6 separate regions of the Mus musculus genome follow, and regions 1, 2, 3, 4 and 6 are each linked to region 5. Evidence: chromatin contacts called from public HiChIP or PLAC-seq and promoter capture Hi-C data. All regions are on one chromosome and are shown on one strand. The core of a region is the stretch at or near the end of the contact, and the rest is flanking DNA. Distances in the headings are between cores, read along the strand shown.

Region 1 (3,730 bases), core at 635-3,134, 2.9 Mb after region 5:
ATAACCTTTTCCCAGGTTAATTAAAAAAATTTTTTTTAGGAGTTCTTTTTAAACTAACAATTCAGATCCTAAACCATAACAACACATTCAAACCACAGACTTACACACAACCACTCAGGTACAAACAATGTGTCCATTTCGAGGCTTTGGGTATCCCTCGCAATACAGGCATACACTGTGCTGTTATAATCTGGAGCCCTTCTCCTAGTGAGTCGTAAGACACACGATTATATGTATAATGAAGAAACTCAGTGTAGTTTCTGTAAAAATATCACAGTAGGTTTGGAACTGCACCAGGCCTCTATTCTCTAGCCCTCTCAAGCTCCTGCCTCCCACCCAGGAAGACTAATTCAAACATGTCTACCTCCCCTGGTTCTCCCAGTGTTCCTTCCCAGCCCCAGCTTTTTTGCTCCTACTGAGTACATATACAGTTGCTTTGGTTTTATTTGTTTGTTTGTTTAGATAGGGTTTCTCTGTGTAGCCCTGGCTGTACTGGAGCTGGACCTATAGACCAGACTGACCTCAAACTCAGAGATCTGCCTGCCTCTGGCTCCCAAGTGGGAGGATTAAAGGTGTGCGCCACCACCCAGTTTCTGAGTAAATATAAGTAAAAAGAAAAAAAAAACATGATTTTTTTTTTAAACTCCATTGGTTCTTGATGCTAATTTCTCACAAGAACTTACCATGTTTTTAGGTGTATGTAAGACATACACGACAAGAAAAATATCGAGCTTATTTATTCTTAATTATGACAAAAAGGGAAACAGATATAACAGGATTACAGTAAAAGACACCTATCTGCTGCATGTACTCCTGCATCATCTCAAGGAAGCTTTTCGTTTTAGGTAAAAGGTGCTACTTACATGTCGTTCTGGAGCAAGTACAAAGCTAGAAGCTGACCGTACACTGGCGGTGTGGCAATTCCTCCAGGAGCCTAGAGAGCGAAAAAAGAGGGGAAAGCCTCACTTCCTAATACACTTTCAGAAAAGAGAAAATGAAAACTTAAAAAGTAAGTTTTCCAGCACTACTATAGATGCAGAAAAATGCTTAGGGAAGTATCAAAGGTTAAAACCTGAGTTTAGATCTGTTGTGAGCTGTCATTTATCTGCAGTTGGATATCAGTTTCTTTCCATAGTCACAAATATGTAAGTGACATTACCTCGGAAGGTCAGGTCTCAAATTAAAAAAAAGGGGGGGGGGACTACTTCCAACAGGTTCTTAATGCACTATTTTTCTGGCCGTTATCTTAAAAGCTTAAGTAAGCTTAAGACAGAAGACTACCAAAAGGTAGTTATAGAGGCCTGTCTCTCTTCAATCTTTATTCATTCAGCAAGGTCTGCTAAAGGCTCATCCGCAAGCTGCTGCTGTCTCCTTTAGTCCGTGAGCCCCCGCCCTCCCTTTTTTTTTTCCTTTTTCTTTCTTTTTTATTTTTATTTTTTATTTTTGGGGTTTTCATAGTTCAAGCTGGCTTCGAATTCACCGGCAATCCTCTCGCCTCCGCCTGACGTGTGCCCACCGGAGTCCTGTGCCACTGCGCCCAGCCTATTTAGCGAACTTAACTTAACGTTACAAATGGAAGCAGCATCTCTTGATGAACCCGGAGTGTGCGCCCCGCAGGCCGCGGCCCGGCCCGTTACCCTGGAAACGGCGCCCACCCGACCGCCCCACCCTGCGGCGCTACCTCGAGTTCCTGGTTCTCGCACTGATCCAACAGCTTTCTGAAACTGAAGGCGTTGTCCGCCATCACCGCCACTGGCATCTTCCCGGCCGCTCTCGCCGCCACCACCTCTGCCAGACCAAAGCACAAGCTGGCCCTCGGGGCGTCGCGCCCGCGATGAGGTAAAGGAGCTGCCTCTCAGTACGCATGGGCGAGCGTGTCGTCACTTCCCGAGCGACGCCGTAGCGGAATACAAGGGCGGCGAGCGCTCTGCCCCAACGTCTCGGTGCTCTGGAGGACCCGCCCCAGGCTAGGACGAACCGGCTTTCTGAGTCAGAGCCCTGCGATCCGGAAGGGTTCGGCTGCGGCTCGGATTATCCGCACGGGGAAATGATAACGGGACTACATTTTTCCACAACCAAAGTTGCCGTGGGAGAACAGTAAAACCGTTGGACCTCCACGTGTTTCGAGAGCGCTGAACTGTACTTCTTCTAAGCTAAAGTGTTACATACAAGTCCAAGAAACTCCAAACCTGAAACTCTTCTTGGTTTGGGTTATGCACACACCCCTCTTCTAACAATTCACTTAGCAGCCTGACTCTCACCTACACCTACTATGCGCACGCGCACGCGCACACACACACACACACACACACACACACACACACACACCTTTTTCTGAAAAAAAAAAAAAAAAAATCACCTAGCAATTGTCAGCAAACCAGGACCCCTGTTCACAACCTGCATGGAACTGCATGCAGACAAACCCTCTCCAAGTAATGGGATAAGTTTCTTCGCTCTCTGCGGACCATCGAACAGATTCTATTCAGTAATAATCCAGTTAGGTGCATTATGAGGCCAGGAGGTCTGATCTAGCCTGAATTGGTTTTAGGTGCCTGCCCAGGAGGGTGAACCATGTCTTCTAAGTGAATTTGCTGAGAGAAACTCCTATTTACTGTCTTCTGCCTGTGCGTGCTTGTGAACGCTTTTGATTAAAATCAAATACATTTTAATAATAAAATTATTTAATAAAATTCAATAATTTTACATATTGAGACATGCACAATAGAAAAGGGAGGTAACATAACTAAATTGTTTTTTCTGTTTTTGTTTTGTTTTTGGTGTGTGTGTGTGTGTGTGTGTGTGTTTTGGTTTTTCGAGACAGGGTTTCTCTGTATGGCCCTGGCTGTCCTGGAACTCACCCTGTAGACCAGGCTGGCCTCTGCCTCCCAAGTGCTTGGATTAAAGGCTTGTGCCACCACTGTCCGGCAAAATTTTTCAATCAAAACAGAATGCAGTGCTCCTTAGCAATAAGACTCCTCTCAAAGCTCATAAAAACCCCAAACAGTAATTGGGGCTCTAGAGTATGCTGGCTCATGTGGCCAGCGGTCACTCTTGACAGCATATTTCTTTCTGATCTGTAGTATGGCTTTGCTTTTGCATAAAGTTTCCTTGCTACTTTGCAAACCTGGGTGCCTGAATTTCAGTTCTGGGCATGAGAGGTAAAAACACCCAGCCAGACCCTAGTCAGTGCTCAGACACAGCAAGCAATGGTCCGGACACCACACCTGCCCCCTGCTGTCTTCTCTGGCAGAACTGGAGACTGGAACACAGGCCTCGTGCATAGTTTTAGCACTGAGCTGTGCCCCCGGGTCTCCTTTTACTTACTGGTAGACAAGGTCTTACTAAGTAGCCCAGGCTGGCCTTGAACTTTTGGAAAAGCTCCAAACCTAACTCTCACTTCTCTCTCTGCCTGCCTCAGGCTCAGCAGACCAGCACAGTGTTATCACCTGTGTACCTGTGTACATCTCATGTGCGCGTGCACACATACACACATACACAGACACACACAGACACACCAGAGACACACACAGAGACACACAGACACACATACACACAGACACACACAGACACACACAGACACACACACACACACACACACACACACACACACAAGGTGAGTGAAGTCTTTCTAGCCTGGGCCAGTGGTGTGCCCGACCTTTCCTGGTCTCCTGATAAGCAAGTCCCCCTTCACTATTCCCTGCCCAACGTCTTTTCTTTGAAGCACACACCA
Region 2 (3,910 bases), core at 626-3,125, 2.1 Mb after region 5:
CAGGTGGTAGGATGGTGGGAAGTGGATACTGAAGAAAGTAGGTGACTGAGAACTTGTCATTTTGGATTATGTTATCCTGGTCCCTTTCTGATGTCCTTCCACTCTGTTTCCTATACATCATGAACTGAAGACCCTCCCCTATCACATACTCCTATTGCCATGCTTTCTGCCCAAGTATCTTAAGTCAAGCAACAGACTAAGGAAAAGATTTGTAGGAGAGAAAATGAAATCTGTCAGGGAGTTGAGGTACTGTGATTACCCATAACCCGTTCTTGGCACTTAGTGGAACCCAGAGATCTATTGGTGGTAGGAAAATTAACGAGTCATGTCCAAAGGTGCAGCAGTTCAAGCCTGGTGTGCATGGAGATTATGAAGGGAAAGAGAACAGAAGAGAACTTAGGGTCAGGTCAGAATTCCAATTGCCAGGGGTGGTGACAGAGATTTATATATAGTCCTAGCACTGGGGAGGTAGAGGCATTGTGAGTTCAAGTCCAGCCTGGCCTACTGAGCAAGTTCTTGTCTCCACAAAAGATTTTATTTAGCAGCCAGAAGTTGAGCTGTAAACCAGGTAGAGATGGAGTAATGATTAGAGATGTCCATACATATGAGGGAAAGACAGGCCACATGGCAAACACTGCCAGAATTCATGTGGAATGGTGGCCGACGAGTCTATTTGCAGGAGTGGGAAATCAAGTTTAGTGTGGTGATTTGAATATGCTTGGCCCTCAGAGTGGCACTATTAGGAGGTGTGGCCTTGTTGGAAGAGGTGTGATCTAATTGGTGGAAGTGTGTCACTTTAGGGGTGGGCTTCAAGACCCTCCTCCTACCTGCCTGAGGAAAGTCTGCTCCTGGCTTCCTTTGGATGAAAATGTAGAACTCTCAGGTCCTCCAACGCCGTGCCTACTTGAATGCTGCCATGCTTCCTGCCATGATGATAAAGGACTGTATCTCTAAACCTGTAAGCTAGCCCCAATTGTTGTCTTTTATAAGAGTTTCCTAGGTCATGGAGTCTGTTCACAGCAATGGAAACCCTAAGACACTTAGCAAGAGCTGCTTTAAAAACATAGTGATATCAAGTTGGGATGGGCTGAGAAGTGTATGAGATATATGGACAAAAGACAAAGTGCTGTTATTTCAAAATCCTACATCTGTCAAGGAAGAGACAGTTCTGTCTGAGTGCAGTAAAAACTTCAAACAGTGGCTTGGAGGTCAGCTGGGTGGATCCACCTATTGCAGCTAGAGAATATCTGGTCTACATTTGCAAGGAAGCAATGACTTGTTACCTACTGCACCAAGAAGTCCACACAACACTGGCAAAAAAACCAAAAACAACAACAAACAAAAAAAACAGGTAAGGTGGTGTTGGAAAGGGCTGGTAGGATTGGGGTGTGTAGTCAATAAATTTGGGTACCTTTAAGGAAGTGAAGTCTTTGTGGATTGTATGGTAGGAAGAGGAATTAATTCCATGAGTGGCTCTTTTCTGAGACCAGGGAAAATACACAACACAACTTTGTAATTGGTAAAGCGTCATAAATTTGGTGGCTGAGATGAGGGATGTTTGTCACTTTTGTGGCTTGGCCAGTGATGGTGTTTTTTTCTGGTCTCTATCCCAGTGGGACAGCTGAGACCCCGCTGGGCGCCATCCTGCTCCCGGGCGGTCAGAAGGTGCTTTGCCTGCTCGGTCACACAGGGAACAGTGGACAGGTGCAGACCCGCCTCTCCGGCCAAAAGCCTGTCTGGATGTCAGGCTCGGCGCCACTCCTCCCTTCTTTCCGGGGAAACGCCATAACAATTTATCACGGGACCTAATGCCCAGGCCAAGAGCGCCCGTGCGCTTGCGCAGCCCACCCCCGCCCCGCCCCCGCGCGTAGCACTCTGGGGCGGCGGCTGGGCGGCGCGCGATTGGCAGGGTCTCCCGCGGTGAGTGACGGCGCCGCCGCCGCCGCCGCCGCCCAGGGTAGCGCGGAGCCTCCGCTCCACTGCCCCGCCGCCATGGACCTCTTCGGGGACCTGCCGGAGCCCGAGCGCGCGCCGCGGCCATCTGCCGGTAAGCGGCGCGGGGGAAAAGGGCGGCGCCGGGATGCGCTGCCTCCGCCATCTTCGCGCCACCGCCGCCTCAGTCTCGGCCTGTGGCTCCCGAGGCCGCAGCGACCGCGCGGTCCCTGTCCAGGCCTCGCGTGGCACACGCACGAAGTCCCGCGCCGAAGGGTCGGGGCACTCTGGCTTTAATTTGGCTACAGCAAGACTCCCAGCGGAATGTCCTGGTCCCGGGCCTGTTTGCGTCCTGGAAACCCCGAGAACTTAACAAGTTTCCGACTTCCAGCCCCTTGGTGCGGGGCGCCTGCACAGCCAATGCAGGGCGCTACGGCTAGATAACCGAGGCCGGGGATGGGGGGTGGCGTCTGCAGCCCACGTTTTGGGAAGGTCTTTGGCACGGAATAGGAAGGTGAAGAGGACCCAGCCTTTGCCTTCAGAGAGTTCAGTTCTGATCGCAGAGGCATAGGTTAAAAACCGTGGGAAACGCCAAGCGTCCGGAGTAACGGTACCCGAAGACTAGTGAGAAAGACCTGGGAAGGAGGCGGCCTTTAGCGAGGGCTTCGGCTGATGGTTTCCAGAGATTCTAGGCAAGGAAACAATGTTCAAAAGTGGGAGGGCTCAGATCTCCAGCTTGGCAGAGCGGGACGGGCTAGCATGGAAGAATGCTGGAGCTTGGGGTTATGAGAAGGTATTGACCTGTCCTCTTCACACCTGTGCTTTGGTTTTTAACCTGCGCACCTCCAGACTCCTGAGATGCTTTGTAGTGTCCTCTTTTTGCAGTTGTTCCTGGTAGTGGCACCGTTACGTACCCCCACCAACCACTCTGATGGTACAGAAGCTTCTAAGTAACTAGGCCTTGAGACTGAGTTTGATTCAGCCATGCTTTTTGAAGATAACCACCGTTACAGTTGTGAGTAAAGCTGGCCTCATACAGGCAGCCTTGCATCTGTCACTGGAGTATAACCTGTGTCTGAATGTGCTCGGACCAGAGTTTGGATTGCCAGATGTGCCTAGAAATCTGTCATCATTAGTAGTCCCTATTGCTTTTTATCCAAAGTTATTTTGGGTCTTCTCCGTGGTCAAGGCTCTCTTGACATGACCTAAAACCTTAAACTCAACTTGGGACTTAGCAGATACATGCGTTCCCCATGCCCCTTCCCTCCCTCCCTCTCTCCCCCTCTCCCCCCCAAACATATTGAGTAATCTGAAATAAACTCACTCCTATCCACTACAGGGGGTGGGGGAGACACAAAAACACATTCCAAGAATAATTATGTGTTTTGAAGAAACTGAGGTCACAAGACTCTTGTCTTGTTTTCTCACAGGCACTTAGAATTCTCCTCACAGGACTCCATTCTCAGACCATGTTCCGACACCATACTTTGCTTTAGTAAATGGTGTTGGTTGTTATGTAGTCATAAGAATAAGACTAAATTGCATACTGACCCTGCTCATGCATGGGTAAGTATAACAAATTTTCCAAAATAGTACTGGGAGCAATTAAGAAATAAGTCTAGTCATTTTCACATACTATAGGAAGATGTGTGGACAATGGAAACTGCTGTGTCTTCAGATCAAGCTTTGCACTGCCTTTGACCTTCAGGAACCGCTGGCAAATGTGTGTAATAAGTGATGCCTCCTGCAGATACTATGTGGAATAAAGAGAACCTGTGCGTTTGGTAGAATGCATGGCCCAGGTTCGATTCTATGGTCAGGGATTTGTAGATGATGGCTGGTGACATCCCTAGGATCTGCACTGTAACCACAACATAAAGGGACAGTTGTACTGATTCTGTAGAAAGTATGAGGTGTGTGGCATATGGCGCCACCACTCAGCACAGCAGCCATGTTTTGTTTCATTCTTTTGGTTGTG
Region 3 (3,932 bases), core at 1,027-3,526, 2.2 Mb after region 5:
TCTATATGAAAAGATGAGCCTAGTCAGAACACAAGCATCCTCAAGTCTTCACTAAGTCACTTCCCCCAAAGGGGCTTCAGCCCACAAGCTATCAAAACAGCAGAACATATGTAACAATGCTTTCCTGTCTTGGTTGCCACCTAGAATGATCCTGTCAGAAATTCCTCAAACAGGATCATGAGGTAGTGCTTTCTACCTTGGCCAAGTCTAAGTCCACTGTTACATGCTCAGACCTTGGGACATCAGGGGTGTCTGACAATGGTCCAAGATAACAACCCGACGTACCACTGGGACAGAGGTGTATGTTCCACATGAGGGCCATCAGGTTTTCACCTTTGATATCAGTAAGGCAGATGGTGAAAAGGAAAACGGAAAGGCATTCAGAGTTTGGCAGGCAGTCCCCTAGTGGTCACAACAGAGCTGCTCCTCACCCTATGGACCTGCACTGTGCTGCTCAGACCTGCCATGGCTGCCCACCGGCTCTCTTAATGCTCTCCACTGCTCTTCTACACTGGGCTTTATCGGAGGCAGAGGATGGGCGTACCCTGCTCTACTCTTCGAGGTGTAGATCCTAGCTTGTAATCTTCAGTAAGCTGTAGGCTTTTCCAATAGAACATGTTGTGCAAAGACTGTGCAGAGTAGAAAACAACACGAGTGGTGTCTCCACAGAAAACCCAACACGCATATTCTAAGGCAGGTAAGACTAGAGTATCCACCTATTTTTCTATCATCTGTATCACTTTCACTAGCATGGGAGGGAATAAACCAAAGTCTCCATTTGGAAATGTCCCCACAATCAGAAAATTAAATCTCCACAAAGGGATCAAACAAAAAAAAAATTACTCAAACTATCAAAAGGGTAGAAGCTGCCTCAGAATTCTCGTTCCCTCCTCAACACGTCCCACCTCTGGAAAACCCCACTTTGACCCAAACTTCCCTTTGCTCGAAAATCACACTGTGACTAAGGCAGTATTTTGGGAACCGATCAGCTATTCTGAACAGCATGCTCAGTTTCCAACTCCACAAGTTGTATTTGGCCCAGTTAGTTCCTCCTCTGGGTGGGACCAACTTTTAGGGCATCCAAAGAGGACTGCAACTTGTTATTTACCAGTCTCATCAAGTCATGTTTATTCAGCATTCCTATGTGCTGTGCTGAAATCAGGCTGGTGTGACCTATGCAGGGCCAGTTGGCTCACAGTGAGGCTAACTCCTCACTGACAGCTCCAATCTAAGCCATTTAAGAGAACTAGGGGCCACTAGGGCCGTTTAACCTTCCAAGCTGAAAGAAACAGATCGGGACTTAAACCGTACAGCATGAGTGTCCAAGGGTATCTAACCTGCCAGGCTTACTGACTGACCACTTCTGGAGCTCATCTTTGATTTTGGGTACTGAATATCAAGTTAATTTTGTCCAGGTACTCCTGTTAATTCTGTTCCTGAAGCTCCCCACAATCACTATCCTTAATTTCCTATGACTCTGCCTACTGCCCAGCTCCCCACATTCGGCCCAAACAGCTAGGAAGCCTCGGCACCAGGCCCAGCCACCTCACTGTTTTTCAACACCACCCTGCTCATTTCTGGAACCTTCGGTTCAATCTGATAACCAGGTCTTGGGATGCCCTCTTTCCCTTCACCGCCAAGCCCGACTAGGTTCTTAAGGAGAGCAGATTTTTACCCACAGGCCAAGAGCCCCTCCGGGAAGCCTTCCCCAGCAACTCCAACCCACCGGCAGCGCCGAGGAGTGGGTCCAATGCCCACCGGAGACGGAGGAAACTGAGCCGGCCGAGGAGAAGGCCACACCCCGGGTGACACGCCGCGGAACCGGGTCAGGGACCGAACCGGGCCAGGCGGGCCGGCCGCCCCTCCTCCCCGCCGTCGCCGTGGCGGGCCGCGTCCACCTCCCGCTTCCCTTCAGGGGCAGCGGCCTCCCCGCCGCGGCCTCGGCCTCGGCCTCCCGGACGGCCCGAGCTCCGCACCGTGACCTTGCGGGCGGCGGCACGGGGTCCGCCTCGGCCCGGCCCTCTAGAGCCGCCGGGGCTCGCTGCCCGCCCAGCGCTTCCCGTCAGCCGCCGACCTCGCGGTCCGGCCTGGCGCTCGGCGACAGGAGCCTCGGCCTCAGTCCAGCCCGCGCGACCAGCTTACCTGAGCACCGCGAGTCAGGCGAGGCGAGCCGGCACCCAAAACCATGCCCGGCGGAGCAGCGGCACTGAGTCGCGCTGGCCTTCACAGCCGCACCGGCTCCCGGCGGCGAGACCGGAAGTGGCGGGGCGGGGACTGCGCCGTGACCGCAGTGGGCACTTTAAAAAAAAAATTCAAAGCTACAAAAGAACTTTATTGGCAGCTCCACTCGTGGACAGTCACAGGACATACACAGGTCAACTAGTCGGCCCTCGTTCATTGGTGAAGAGCACGGCCTGAGGGTGGGCCATGTGTCAAGACCTTTGCTGATTGGTCACCGAAGCGCAAGCATCCCCGACCGCCTAGCGGCCTTCCGGTTTGTTTCCATTCATTTAGCGGCTTGCTTCCCTAGGAATATCGTACTAGTGCAGTGCCTGCTGGTGGAGCTAAGTTCCTGTGCCCGGCACCATTCCTGAACGCAAAGAATCCGACCGGTTTGCAGCTGCGTTAAGGCCATGGGATAGTTAGAGGTGGCTGCTGGGTGTGAGGACACTCTTCCTGCTCCTTATTTTTTTAATTTCTCATATTCCTATATGCACTTTTAAAAATCTACTTCAGGCCGGGAGTTCCGGCGCATACCTCAGTCCCGGCGCTCAGAGACAAGAGGAAGGCCTGGTCTACATAGTGAATTCCAGGACAGCCAGAGATATGTAGAGAGACCCTACCTCCTGAGGCCTTGGGGTTCCATGTGCAGCATCCTACTTGCAGCTCGTGTGGTATGCATTCTCAGTCCCTGTGGGACTGGAGATAGCCTACTTTGGGAGAGAATTCGGCAAGACTCCTAGAGAGGTAGGGCCTTGGAAAGAGGATATTTTCTGTGGAAAAGAACAAGGAGCGTCAGGTTTCCAGTGATTTTCTTAGCAATTCTGGGGAATGAATCTCAGGAGGTCTCACATGCAAAGCACTACCTTTGAGCTACCCGCCCCCTCCCCCCGCCTCCCCCCCCCCCCCGTCTCCCCCCTCCCCCCACACCCTAGACCCTAAGATTTCTTTTGAAATGAGGCACTTGGGTTCAGGGAGTAAAGCGTTTGTCAGCATGAGGACCTGTTTCCAAACTCGGGAAGATGTGAGGCAGAGGAGTCCTCAGATTAGGACCAAGTACCCTGACTTCCATTGAGGGGAAGAGATCCCCCGCAGAGCTGGGTTGCACATAGGAGTTGGAGGCCAGCCTAGATAACATAGAGTTCCAAACAAGCCAAGGTTACTCAATGAGATCCTGTAAACACAAACAAACAAAAAAGTGGAAGAAAGTTATCCTTTGACCACCCCATGTGGCACATGGCTACACACGCTCAAGCTTCCATCAGATACACACTCCTGCACAGATAGAAAGGGTAAAAGGCAGCCAGGCCTAGTGGTACACGGCTTTAATTCTAGCATTTGGGGAAGCAGAGGCAGACCTGCCAGACTGGTCTACATAGTGAATTCCTGGGCAACCTGAGCTACATAGTGAGATCCTGTCTCAATAAACAAACAAATAAGGCTTTTGATCTAAGGGAGGTTGCAAACACAGAAGAGATGGTACTGGTATTAATCAGCGTCCTCTAGAGTCACAGAGCTTATGGAATGTCTCTCTATATTAAGGGATTTTCATTGTGATCCAGATCAGAAACTTGTGTCTTCCAGCCTTAACATCTGGATCACGGGTGTGTCCTCCAATTTTGATTGTAGTTCATTCCAGATATAGTCAAGTTGATAACCAGGAATAGCCATTATAGTACTCAAGTGAACTCTTTATGACAAGCTGCCTCATT
Region 4 (3,766 bases), core at 1,186-3,685, 2.0 Mb after region 5:
CAAACCCTGGAAAGAGTCTCAGAAAACCTTGATCCACAACTCAATTCCCAAGTTCCCAAAGCTTGATCTACAGCACCAACTCCCAGAACTGTCATCCACATGACTACCCATCCCCCACCAAAAGACACAACTCTTATCTCAGTCAAGCCATTGGCTGTCCTTATAACCCTGAAACTTGATGCTTCAATCTCTTCTTGCATAGCATGGCAGCAAATAGTTTTAGTCTGGGAGGAGGCTTTTTTAAAAACTGTGTCTTCAGGGCTGAAGAGATAGTTTAGCAGTTAAAAATACATATTGCCTTTACGGAGGACTCAGGTTTTGGTTTCCAGCACCCATGTGGCAGCTCACAACAATCTATAACTCAAGCCAGTGTGGGATACAGTGTAAAAATCCAAACCGGGTGTGGTGGCGCACGCCTTTAATCCCAGCACTCGGGAGGCAGAGGCAGGCGGATTTCTGAGTTCGAGGCCAGCCTGGTCTACAAACTGAGTTCCAGGACAGCCAGGACTATACAGAGAAACCCTGTCTCAAAAAAAAAAAAAAAAAAAAAAAAAAAAAAAAAAAAAAAAAAAGAAAGAAAGAAAGAAAGAAAAGAAAGAAGAATCCAACCAAAACCAGAGACAAATTAGATTCCAAAGAGTTCTAGAGTCCCCACAGTATTGTGTTTCCAAAAGAATTGATTACTATGTCTTTCTAGACTTACTGGTGGAAATAGAAAAGGCTAAACTTAGGGAGGAACTGTGACATTACATTGCAGGCCAAATGTAGAGCAAGACAAGAAAAAGCTGAGCATGAAGGAGACTCTGCCAGGTGGATGAGCTGTGTACTCTTGTTTCCAGAACAATGTAGCCACCATTGCCGTCAATGTAAGCGAGGAAACAAAAGGCCCTTTGGGTGTGTGCAGGGTGCAGCTTGGCCCAGCTCTGCTCAGTGTTTGTGTGTGTTGGGGAGTGTGGTGAGGTGTCAGTGTCAGAGGAACCAGAGGTGCTGCCCTGCCCCCTGCAGTGTGAGTCAACATCTGGCTTCCCAGGGCTTCTTTGGAAAGGGCTGCTGAAATGAACTTAGTCTCTGCCCCCATCTGCATCTGAGGAATTGCATGCCTGTCCTGCCAGGCAGACAGAAAGAAGTAGCTCCCACACGGAATTCTTGAATGTGGGTTAGCCGGCTGTGTACACCAGCAGCTCAGTTTGTTAGCAGACTTCTGTTGCTAATGTTTGCCTCCTTTCCATTCCTGGTTCCTAGGACACCCCAGGGGAAGATTCAGAGTAGTGGATGCTACTAGGCTTCAAGTTCCCTGGCAATGACAAATGACCTTTTTACCCTTGGAAGACGTGACAAGCTTGCCTTCTCCATCACACCTTGCATGAGTCTTTAGGTTGTTCTCTGTCAGCCTCAAACCCGCTCCGAGGAAACTTCTACTCCCTCCTTTGACCCTTTGGACAGGAGCCTGAACGCTTTAGTAGGCTTCCAGACAGTGCTCTTGAAAGAACCAAATAGCTTCAACCAAGGTTCCACAGGGGCAGGGCTGTCCTATCACTGGAGGAGTACCCTCCCCTGACTAGCTAGTGTCTGTAGCTTCCACTTCAGAAAAGCCCTGCTGTTCCAGATGCACACCCCGCTTCCATAGTTCCTGTAAGGTTAATAAACTACACCACCGCATTTGGTTAAGCTTCCCTGTAGAACGTCAGTCTTCTCTCCCTATGTGATTGAGGGCAGGAAGAAATCACTTCTTTCCTTTGTATCTCTGCACGGCAATTATGACCTTATTTCCTGAATCAACACTAACTAGCAACACGCAGTTTCAGAAACAAGAAAGGCTAAGTGGGAGTTTTGTGCTTTGGCCCATCTGGAATGACGGTCAGCCTGGGGGGCCTGTCCTAGGGTCACCCAGCCTGTCCTGGGAAGGTGCTCAGCAGCAGATCCAGAGGGGCCGTCCTATTTGCCCTCAAGCGTCTCGCCATGAATGAATGAGAGGGGAAATGAATGAACTGGGCTGGATGAGCGAAAGGTGTCAGCAGAGAGCATTCTCGGTCCTTCGGATTACCGAGGCTGGTCACGTCGTCGCAGGTGATAGGCCGGTGGCCCTGGTCTCTGCCGGCTGTGAGTTGCGCAGCGGCCAAGCACCATTCCCCCGCGCCGCAGTGGTACGCGCCACTCCGGGGCTGCACGAGCGGGCCACCGCCGTGCCAGGTGAATGGAAGTCCCGCAGGCCGGAAGTGGACGAGCCTACTCGCCCGGGCGCGGGGGGGCGCAAGAGCGCGCAGCATCTTCATTGAGGAACCCGGGCGGCGAACATGGAGTTCCATGTGCGTCTTATGTAAAGAGAGCGACGGGCGTCTCCACCAATTGATGAGCGTAGCTCTCAGGTTCCGCCCCGCCAGTATGCAAATGAGGTGGCACTCCGACCAATGGCGCGCGCAGGGGCGGGCTCAGCGCGCGCGGTCACGTTTTCCACTATGTGACAGCGGAGGGCGACGCGGCGGCAGCGGCGCTACTGGGACTAGCGGCTCCGGGCGGCTGCGGCGCAGGCCGAGCGCACCAAGTGACGGGCCGAGCAAGGGACAGACGCGCGGGTTGACGCGGCGAAGCGGTGAGTGGCGCGGCGCTGGGCGGTGGCGCGGTGCTGGGCGGTGGCGCGGACCTGGACGGCCGTGGTCGTCTTACGTAACCGGCGGCTCGGACAGCTGGAGCTGGGGTCCTGAGCCAGGAGTTGCCGACTGTGCAAACGGCTGCAACTCGGCAGAATGTAGATGGAACTGCGCGGTGACCCTTTTCCAGGTTCACACTGCTGTCCCCATTTCTCAGGTTAGGCACTGAGGTCGGAGAGATTAGTTAGGCATCTTGTCCGAGGACACAGAGACATTGAGTGATCACGACACCAGACTGAGCACGCCGACTCCCATGGTGCTGTCCAAGGAAGCCAGGGTCAGTGCAAACTGTTCCTAGGATGGGTCCAGAGGGTCCCCTAAGGAGCTGGCTTCCTGCTATGAGTTCAGAGAGTCAAGTCTGGCCCTGGGGGAAGGACCACTGGTAGGCACTGACTCCCAGCGGTGGGAAAGGGGTTAAACAGAGAAATACCCAGTGCCAAGCCACACCTGCCCCTCCCCGCCCCTATGTCAGGGAGACCACTTTGTCCACCCACTTTGATTTCCGTGGCATCCTCCACGCCAGTATTTCCTGTCTCCAGATGGACTGGGAGTATGTCAGGAGAGGGGGGAGAGGTCCACTCTTAAGCTGGAGCAGTCACATCGTCATCCTTTGAGACATACCTTGGCTGCCAAGCACAGACATGGACCAAGAGGTGGGCGGTGGCCTGCTTCTTCTGCAAGAACCCTGGTTGCCAGGGTTTCTGTAACGTATACACAAGGAACCAGTTTGGAAAGCTGATTCATACGGAACAAGGGAGCCAGAAGGCTCCCTGGAAATCATCCAGGGTAACCCCTAGCTTGAAGAGGCACAGCCACAGGCTGGCAAGCTGTACCACTGTAAAAACCAGGCCTGGCAGTCTCAGGATCTGTTTCTCCTCCTTGGTCCACATGCTTACCAGAGGTGCAAACCTGAAGGGAAGCATGTCCACTCTGTCTTAGTCTCTGGAGTCTAGGTCGGATTCGTCTGATAACCAGAGTCTGTCTGCCTCAAGGCTTTAATTTAAAAAAGTCGGTTTTGTGTGTGTGTGTGTGTGTGTTTTAAGATATGGAAAGCACCACTTTGTGTACGTTGTTGGAATCTAAGAAAGCCAGGGACTCCTTTATTTTAATGGTAGCTG
Region 5 (3,693 bases), core at 15-2,514:
GTTAACAAGACGGATTTTAAAAATGTATCTAAGATACTAAAACAATTTTCACTACTAAGGAAAAAAAAAAAAAAACAAAAAACCTAAGTTTTTTTTCTAGACAGGGTTTCTCTGTATAGCCCTGGCTGTCCTGGAACTCACTTTGTAGACCAGTCTGGCCTCGAACTCAGAAATCCATCTGCCTCTGCCTCCCAAGTGCTGGGATTAAAGGCGTGCGCCACCACGCCCGGTTGAAAACCTAAAACTTAAATCCCTTGATAGACAGTAGGGACCCCAATATTTGACGCCAGAGAAACACTTAAACCGTCTAAAGGATATCGAATCCAGTGAGAGTCCTAACTAATAACAAGCAGCGAACAGGAACTACACAACAGATAAACATTAGACAGAGAATGTTCGAGATTAACTGCGCTCCAGACACGAGGAGTAAACTGGGTTAAAACCAGCCATAGAGACCACAACGGTCTGAACTAGAAGTTCTATGTGTTGAAAGTCTGGAAACGTAGTACAGGACAAGGCAAGGCGCCACTAACAAATGAGGCCGGAAGATACAAAAGGGCCAGGCGTGGTCTGGGCCTGCGGTCCGCTTCAGAGTTAGACTTCATGGCTTCTCAGTCAAAGGCCTCCACTCCATGCTCCCTTTCCCGTGTCACTTACAGGGCTGCAGCCCTTTGTCTAGCGTCGCACTACCTCGGGGAAGGCCACAGCAGACAAACCACTCCATAACGCTCCTGTCACTGCCTTAAATTGGGGAACTTCATTAACATCCCAGGGTGACTAGTCCTTTTCATCCCTAGGACGAAATGGCACCGTTACGTGGGAAGATGGCCCCGCAAGTGCTTCGTAGATGTGAACCTAACGCCCGACTCTCCACCACATAGTATTTGGACTGTGCGCCATAACTTCACTGGGCCCAGCCACGCCCGCCCCAATGCCCTGGACCTGGCCAGCAGGATCACCCAGATGGGGGCCGCCCGTCCAGTTGTCCTCGAAGGGACGACGCCAGCCAGGCATCCATCGCTGGAGCCCCGGACTAAGGGTGCGGCCGCCCCTCCCCCACGCGCTCACTTCCGTACCCGTTATCACCGCCTAGGCGGCCCGGGCGAGGGCAGAACTCTAGCCCTTTCTCAGGACAGCCAGCTCAACTCGAGCCCGCGCGACAGTGGGTACACATTGCCACACACTTACCCGCTCACACGCCGGAGAACGCTCGTCAGGCGAGAGCACGGACCTGCCCCGCCCAGTAGAGCGCGCGCGAACAGATGGCGTCATCGCGCCGTCCCGCCCCTTGCCAACTCCTTCCTGGGCCCCGAGTAGTCCCCTCCTCCGCGGTTGCATGCAGAGCGCAAGCGTGGACGCGATCCTGCCGTCCGCCTCTGCGCAGGCGCTGTGCCCCTCCCACGGCGGTTGGCCATATAGAGGCTGGGGGCGGGGGGAGGTCAAGCGTAGCCTCTTCTCCTTTACCAAGATGGCGTCTTGTTCCTGTTTCGCCACAGTTCCTACCTTATGAGCTTGGATTCCTCACGCTAATAAAAGAGGAGCAGGTAACGAGATTCTCCGCTTTATGGGAAACTAGAGTTGTGGGAAGGATATTTACTAAGGAGGAATAAGGTGTCCATTGAGAGCGAGAGACGACCGGGGGCGGGCAGGTGGCAGCGTGAGTGCGGAGCAGTGAAGGGGAGGGAGCCCTTTGCCTCTATCCTTTCCTCCTGGAAGATGGCGGCAGCACCGAGCTAGGAACACCGAGCCGGGATAGGCGGGCGCTTGTGACTTGCCGGCGGGCATCTCTAGCCGCCTCTGCGGCCGTCTCTATGGCGGGCTGTCGTCCCGGGATTGGCTACGTGCTGGTCACGTGGGTCTCCCCCCCCCCATGCACACCATAGAGTGGTGCCTGTCCCTGGGGACGTGGCCTTCCTGTGTGGTCGTGAGCCCATGCCCCGCGGGGGAGGGCGGAGCCGGCACGGCCCCCTACCCTCTTTCAGACTGGGGCGGGCGGAGAGATCTGCGGCATGCCCTGCTCTCTGCGACCGGCTTGAAGCTGGCTGGGAAGGTGCAGTACTGGGCTGCGGCCTGGCTCGGGTTGTCCTTCCCTTCAATCGCAGGAGGTCCCCTGGCTGGTCAGCGATCGTAAACTCCTACCTTAGGCCTTTCACCAAGGCCTTTCTATAGGAAAACACCCTAGAGTACCTCCCCAGAGAAGAAACAGCAATCGCGCAACCCTAGTGGGTGATATGCACAGTGTCGGTATTCCGAACTGTTCTGACACATGCCTTGTTGTGAGGGAGTGGTTTTTTTGTGCGTTATTACTTTGAGTAAAGTATCCCAGTGCTCGAGGCTACACTGCATATCCTGTCTGAATTAGAAGATTGGAGGGTCGACTGGGCATGTGTTTGCATACGATATAACTGAACCAAAGGAGACTGTCTTGGGTTTTATTATCTTTACAGACAAGGATAAAGCATGGGGAAAATTGGAGGGTTATAATCTTCACTTACAACTTGGCTCGCCCTTCAGCTTTGGGTTTTGCTAGTCACCTTAAGCTCTCAAACAATGACTTCACATATTTGTTGGTGTCCATTTAAAGAGCCACTTTCTTAGTAACTTTCTGAAGCCCAGTTAAACCAGTCACAAAATTTTGTTTGAAGCTAGTAGTAGCTACAAGCTAAATTTCTATTATGGAATCGGGTGTGAATAGGAAAACACTGGGTGAAACCTATTGCTTAAGCTTACGTTTTGAAGATTTAAAGTACCCATAGGCTAAATTTGTTAATTATGTTAGCTATGGGGATACTTAAAAGCAGTCATTTAATGTAGCTCTAAAAGGGGCTTTGGGCTTTTGTTTTGTTTTTAAGTGAATTACTACTTATGGATTCAAAACAACTCTTAACCTATTATGACATCTTTAAACTTAGAGATAATGGAGCATATCTTTTCCAGTCTCAGAAATAGTATTTTTGAAAACCAGTTAAGTAATTTCCAATGGCACCCAAGCTTTGTTGGTAGCGTTGGTTAGAGGCCTGCACTGCTTAGACACTTACTTCATCTTGAGAATACCCGAAAGAGGCAGACAGGTCAGAATAGACAGGGACACACACAAGCAGATCCTTATTTTTTTCCTCTCTCTCTTGTGGGCAGGCCCACTTCTCAGTGGCCAAATAGGCTTTCAAGTACATTTCTTTTAGTTTTATTTTGACCTTCTAAATGTCTAATATCAGCCTAATAACCTCATTTCTTTAACATTAAAGAGCCGAGTGCCACACATGTTAGGGATTCTGGGGGTGCAGAGATAGAAAAACATCATTTTTCCCTTTTTTCTAGCTCTTTATGATTTCCTGTAGAAGATAACACTTGCGAAAGAAAGCTTATTTTGCAGGCTAATTTGTACCATAATGAGAGTATATAAAAGAAATAGAAAATAGACTATGATTACTTACTGCAAAGCCCATAGTGGAAATATGTAAAAGAGATAGGAAGTAGACTATGATTACTTGTTGAAAATCCTTCATAAAGAATGTGATTGTAAATCAGTAATCCAGCGCTTTGTATTGTGGAGTAATCAGCACTGTGTATTGAAAGATCAGGAGGTCAGTGTCAGCTCTTCTACATAGTGAGTTCAAGGTCTGCTTGACCTACAGGATACCCTGTCTCCCCGCTCCTCCCCCAAAAATATAATGGTCCTGAAACTGGAGTTTA
Region 6 (3,379 bases), core at 480-2,979, 2.2 Mb after region 5:
GGGCAACTTGCATTTTCAGTTTTTCTTGCCCCACCCCCACTCTACCTAAACTTTTTAAAGTCTGTGCTTCAGCAGATCTGTTTGGATGAGGCTCCAGGGTTCGATTGGAAACTGTAGGCCGCACGCAGCCTGGCCCTCTTCCTTCCCTCCCTCCCTCCCTGTCTTCCGCTGTGGACCCATTCATCATCTGACCCAAGAGTCACATGCTTAGTGTCCTCTCTAGGGAGCAAGTGATGAGCAGCTCCAGGAACAAGCAGGCTTTGTCTTCCTATGTAGGAACTTCATCCACAGGACACAGAGTTCAAAGCCCCAGAGACCCTCCCTAAGGAGAGTTATCTGCTTGTGTTCTCACCAGGGTCCCAGACCTTCGGAAATCTCTATGGTAGGCAATCGGGCCTGAAAACAGTCATTATTTCACTTGGTTTTACATCAAACCAGTGTTCAAGCCGATGCAGTGGTGAGCCAGCACACACTGCCCAACTATGTCCAGGGGAGCACGGCAGAACAGGCAGGAAGAAGCTTTCATCTCCTATCTTTGCTTTAAGTGCCACGCAGTCACCTGATCTTGCAAGGCTGGGCTTTGTAATGTGGACCTACCTGACCACCCTGGGGCTGGAATTCCCATTGCCGCAGGCTTTGCCTGTGTCCCAAGTCTGTTCCTTCCTAGAAATAAAGAGCCCCCAAAGTGCTGCACACCCATAGGCCTGCCAAGTGACTGGTTTTCCCATCTATAGCTTGGCCGAACTGGTTTATGGTTTGCATTTTATCAGCGATTGACTCTGTTATTAGCGGGCTTCCTAGAGAAAGTGAAACTGCTTAATAAACGTCTGGTATAGGCTCAAGCCACCAGGCTTAGGCCTTTATGAGACAGGTTCTCACTGTGTGATCCAAGCTGGCCTCCAAATCACAATCCTCCTGTCCTCAGTGTTGGGATTATAGGCAAGTTCCACCATATCGGAGAAGGCAGGAGTAGCCTGGACTACATATCGAGGCCTTATGGGGCTGAGGTGGAGGAGGGACCGGGGGTAAAAGAGAAAAGAGAAAGAAGAAAAAAATGAGATGGGGATGGAGAGGGGGCTTCTGGTATAACACATTCCTGGGTGGGAGAAGGCTGAGCCAGGACCTCCGGTTCCTTGCGCGCCAGGGGAGGAGGTCCCACAGCCCAGTGGACAGCAAGAGAAGGCAGGTCTCCCCCACTGTCCTGGTGCTCCTAGGGTTCCCGCCCCAAAGCCCACTTTAAACCTTCGGGTGGTCAAATGGGCCCCAAAGTCCCGTCCCCCCCCCCCGTTCCCCCCCGTCCCACAGCCACGCCATCCTAGACTCTAAGCAGCGGCGATTCTTGTAAAACGCAGATAATCGCGATTCGGCTGCCAGTTCCAACCTCCAGGAAGAGCCCATTCCCTGGGAAGAAGCCCGAAACGCGGGAGGATGATGTGGCCACACTCGGCACAGTTGTCACCCGTGGGCCCCCTTCTGCCCTCAGCTTGGGCGGTAGCCTGTTCTCTCCCGGTTCCTGTGGCCGGACGCTTCTGCGTGTCCCTTCCTCCCGCCTCACCATACACTCACTGAGGTCCCCCAGGTGTCCCTAGGCCCTGCGGGCTCCTTGAAGGGAGCGCACCTGTCGGGTAGGCTCTCCACACTGCCCAGCGCGCCATTTCGCGCCGCGTCCATCCCCCTGATCGCCGGCAGGTCACCCCAAGCCTGAGCGCCCCGAAGTCTCTGAATGGGCGGAGCCTCGGGTCCCGGAGTATCCGCATTGGCTGCGCTTCGCGCTTTGGCCAATCTGTGAGCCGCACGGGCCCTGCCTCCGCCCCTGACTGGTTGATTGGTCATGTGGGGTCAGGTGGCAGTGGGACGGAGCTGGAGACTACCTTAGTAGGGCCACCGCGCTGCCGGTCCTATCTAACCGGTCATCGGCAAAGCGCGCGCCGCTCATGGCGAGTCATCTGGGTGCTCCAGCTACTGGCACCGTGCTCTGGGAGCCCACCTCCCTGGGCTGTCACTAGTGACAGAAGGACCAGTGACTTCACCGGTCGCCGCAAAGTTCATGGAAGTAAAAGTGTTAGGATGCGCGGTGCAATGAGAGGCACCGCAGCAGCCAAGACTGAGCGCCTGGAAGGGTTGGCGGCTAGTGCTCGCTGGACATAGGATACCCCACATCCGCCTTCGCGAATGATTTAATTGCCTGAAATTAGGAAGTTATGTGTTGATACTTTTGAGGCGATCTAGATCAGAGGTGAGCTAAGCAGGGCTGTTAAAATTATGGAAGGTTATAGTCACTAGGCATGCACATGGTGCTCGTATGTAAGTGCAGACAGACGCATAAACAGACTCATACACATAAAAATCTTTTTTTAAACAATTGAAAGGCGTGAAGCAGGACAGTAGTAGTACTGGCCTTTCATCCCAGCCCTCCAGAGGCATAAGCTGGCCAATCTCTGTGAGTTCGAGGCCAGCCTGGTCTACAAAGTGAGTTCTGAACGTGTGTTTTATTTTTTATTTTTCAAGTATAATGCTAACTTTATTGTAAAATGAGATTCTCTGGGTGAAGCATCAGCAACACTAGTCCTGCCTGCCATTATGTGGATGAAAACAGCTAGACTTCTGTCTGTCAGTGAGACAGTAACAAGCACTGGATAGACATTGTAAGAAAACGGTGAACATGGCAACCGCTAATGCAGAGTGAACATTACCCAGCATGAAGTCAGTGAAAAACTGAACATGACTCTCATTGTATGGATTGAAATAAGAAAAAGAATATGGTAATTTTACCCATTACACTTTGTAAAATCAGAGACATGAATTTATAAGCAGTGCCTTTAATAAAGACGGTAATTTAATTTCAAATAAATATATTTGCTTTCTATTCCTTTATCGTGTATTTTATTATGTTTCTAGCTGGCAAAACCCACCCGATTATTGAACTCAGTAATAACCCAATCCATGATGCTCCATCTGTCATACATCTAACTCACTTTACATACACTGCAAGTTCACATAGCATCCCTATAAACTGCTAGAACCTCCCGAGCCCAGTGTGACTGGCCTTTTGGACAAGGCAAGGGAGGGTCCGTCTGAGCATCCTCAGATTCAGCCTGCTCTTCCCACAAGTGCCAACAAGGGGCAGCTCCTAGCTCTCCTGCTCCTCGTAGTGAGCGTAGCCACTGGCATAGGTCCTTCCTAAATTCAAGTTACTGAACAGATCTGATGACTCAGCATTTGAGTCCTTCCCATCTTCTTCCTCTTCATCCTCTGCTTCATCCTCCTCCTCCTCATCATGGTATCCAGTATCTCCATACTTGTCCGACGCATCATACCCTTCTTCTCCTCCAGTCTGCCTGCCAAATTTCAAGGAGCGTGTTGACATGTTAAGATCCTT

Evidence for each region. Promoter capture Hi-C pulls out the DNA fragments that hold promoters and counts their contacts. HiChIP or PLAC-seq counts read pairs in DNA pulled down with a chosen protein or histone mark.
Region 1: a contact with region 5 is called in a promoter capture Hi-C map of pre-B cells, with 5 times the contacts expected there. The contact joins the promoter of Cops8 here to the promoter of Septin2 in region 5. A contact is called at or near these places in 2 of 39 promoter capture datasets (neutrophils and pre-B cells) and 1 of 9 other capture datasets (liver).
Region 2: a contact with region 5 is called in a promoter capture Hi-C map of pre-B cells, with 4 times the contacts expected there. The contact joins the promoter of Ilkap here to the promoter of Septin2 in region 5. A contact is called at or near these places in 3 of 39 promoter capture datasets (hippocampal neurons, liver and pre-B cells), 1 of 484 Hi-C or Micro-C datasets (B cells) and 1 of 9 other capture datasets (liver).
Region 3: a contact with region 5 is called in an H3K27ac HiChIP or PLAC-seq map of bone marrow-derived dendritic cells, with 11 times the contacts expected there. The contact joins the promoter of Ube2f here to the promoter of Septin2 in region 5. A contact is called at or near these places in 1 of 39 promoter capture datasets (liver) and 1 of 115 datasets of contacts at active chromatin or transcription factors (bone marrow-derived dendritic cells).
Region 4: a promoter capture Hi-C map of neutrophils shows a contact between it and region 5, with 4 times the contacts expected there. The contact joins the promoter of Per2 here to the promoter of Septin2 in region 5. A contact is called at or near these places in 6 of 39 promoter capture datasets (erythroid cells, hematopoietic stem and progenitor cells, hippocampal neurons and 3 more).
Region 6: a contact with region 5 is called in a promoter capture Hi-C map of pre-B cells, with 4 times the contacts expected there. The contact joins the promoter of Scly here to the promoter of Septin2 in region 5. A contact is called at or near these places in 2 of 39 promoter capture datasets (liver and pre-B cells) and 1 of 484 Hi-C or Micro-C datasets (B cells).

Annotation. Positions count from the first base shown.
Region 1 is chr1:90,601,579-90,605,308 of GRCm38.p6, reverse strand. Cops8 (COP9 signalosome subunit 8) reads right to left here and starts at 1,884. Exons shown (of 8, transcript NM_133805.3): 1 at 1,682-1,884; 2 at 864-934. The coding sequence starts at 1,759.
Region 2 is chr1:91,396,788-91,400,697 of GRCm38.p6, reverse strand. It overlaps Ilkap (integrin-linked kinase-associated serine/threonine phosphatase 2C), which reads left to right and starts at 1,875. Exons shown (of 12, transcript NM_023343.3): 1 at 1,875-2,047. The coding sequence starts at 1,993.
Region 3 is chr1:91,248,648-91,252,579 of GRCm38.p6, reverse strand. Ube2f (ubiquitin-conjugating enzyme E2F (putative)) reads right to left here and starts at 2,276. Exons shown (of 10, transcript NM_026454.4): 1 at 2,143-2,276.
Region 4 is chr1:91,457,997-91,461,762 of GRCm38.p6, reverse strand. Per2 (period circadian clock 2) reads left to right here and starts at 2,435. Exons shown (of 23, transcript NM_011066.3): 1 at 2,435-2,590.
Region 5 is chr1:93,476,564-93,480,256 of GRCm38.p6, reverse strand. Septin2 (septin 2) reads right to left here and starts at 1,264. Exons shown (of 13, transcript NM_010891.2): 1 at 1,189-1,264. It also overlaps a transcript of Hdlbp not described here.
Region 6 is chr1:91,296,688-91,300,066 of GRCm38.p6, reverse strand. It overlaps Scly (selenocysteine lyase), which reads right to left and starts at 1,729. Exons shown (of 12, transcript NM_016717.3): 1 at 1,619-1,729. The coding sequence starts at 1,671. It also overlaps the pseudogene Gm7785.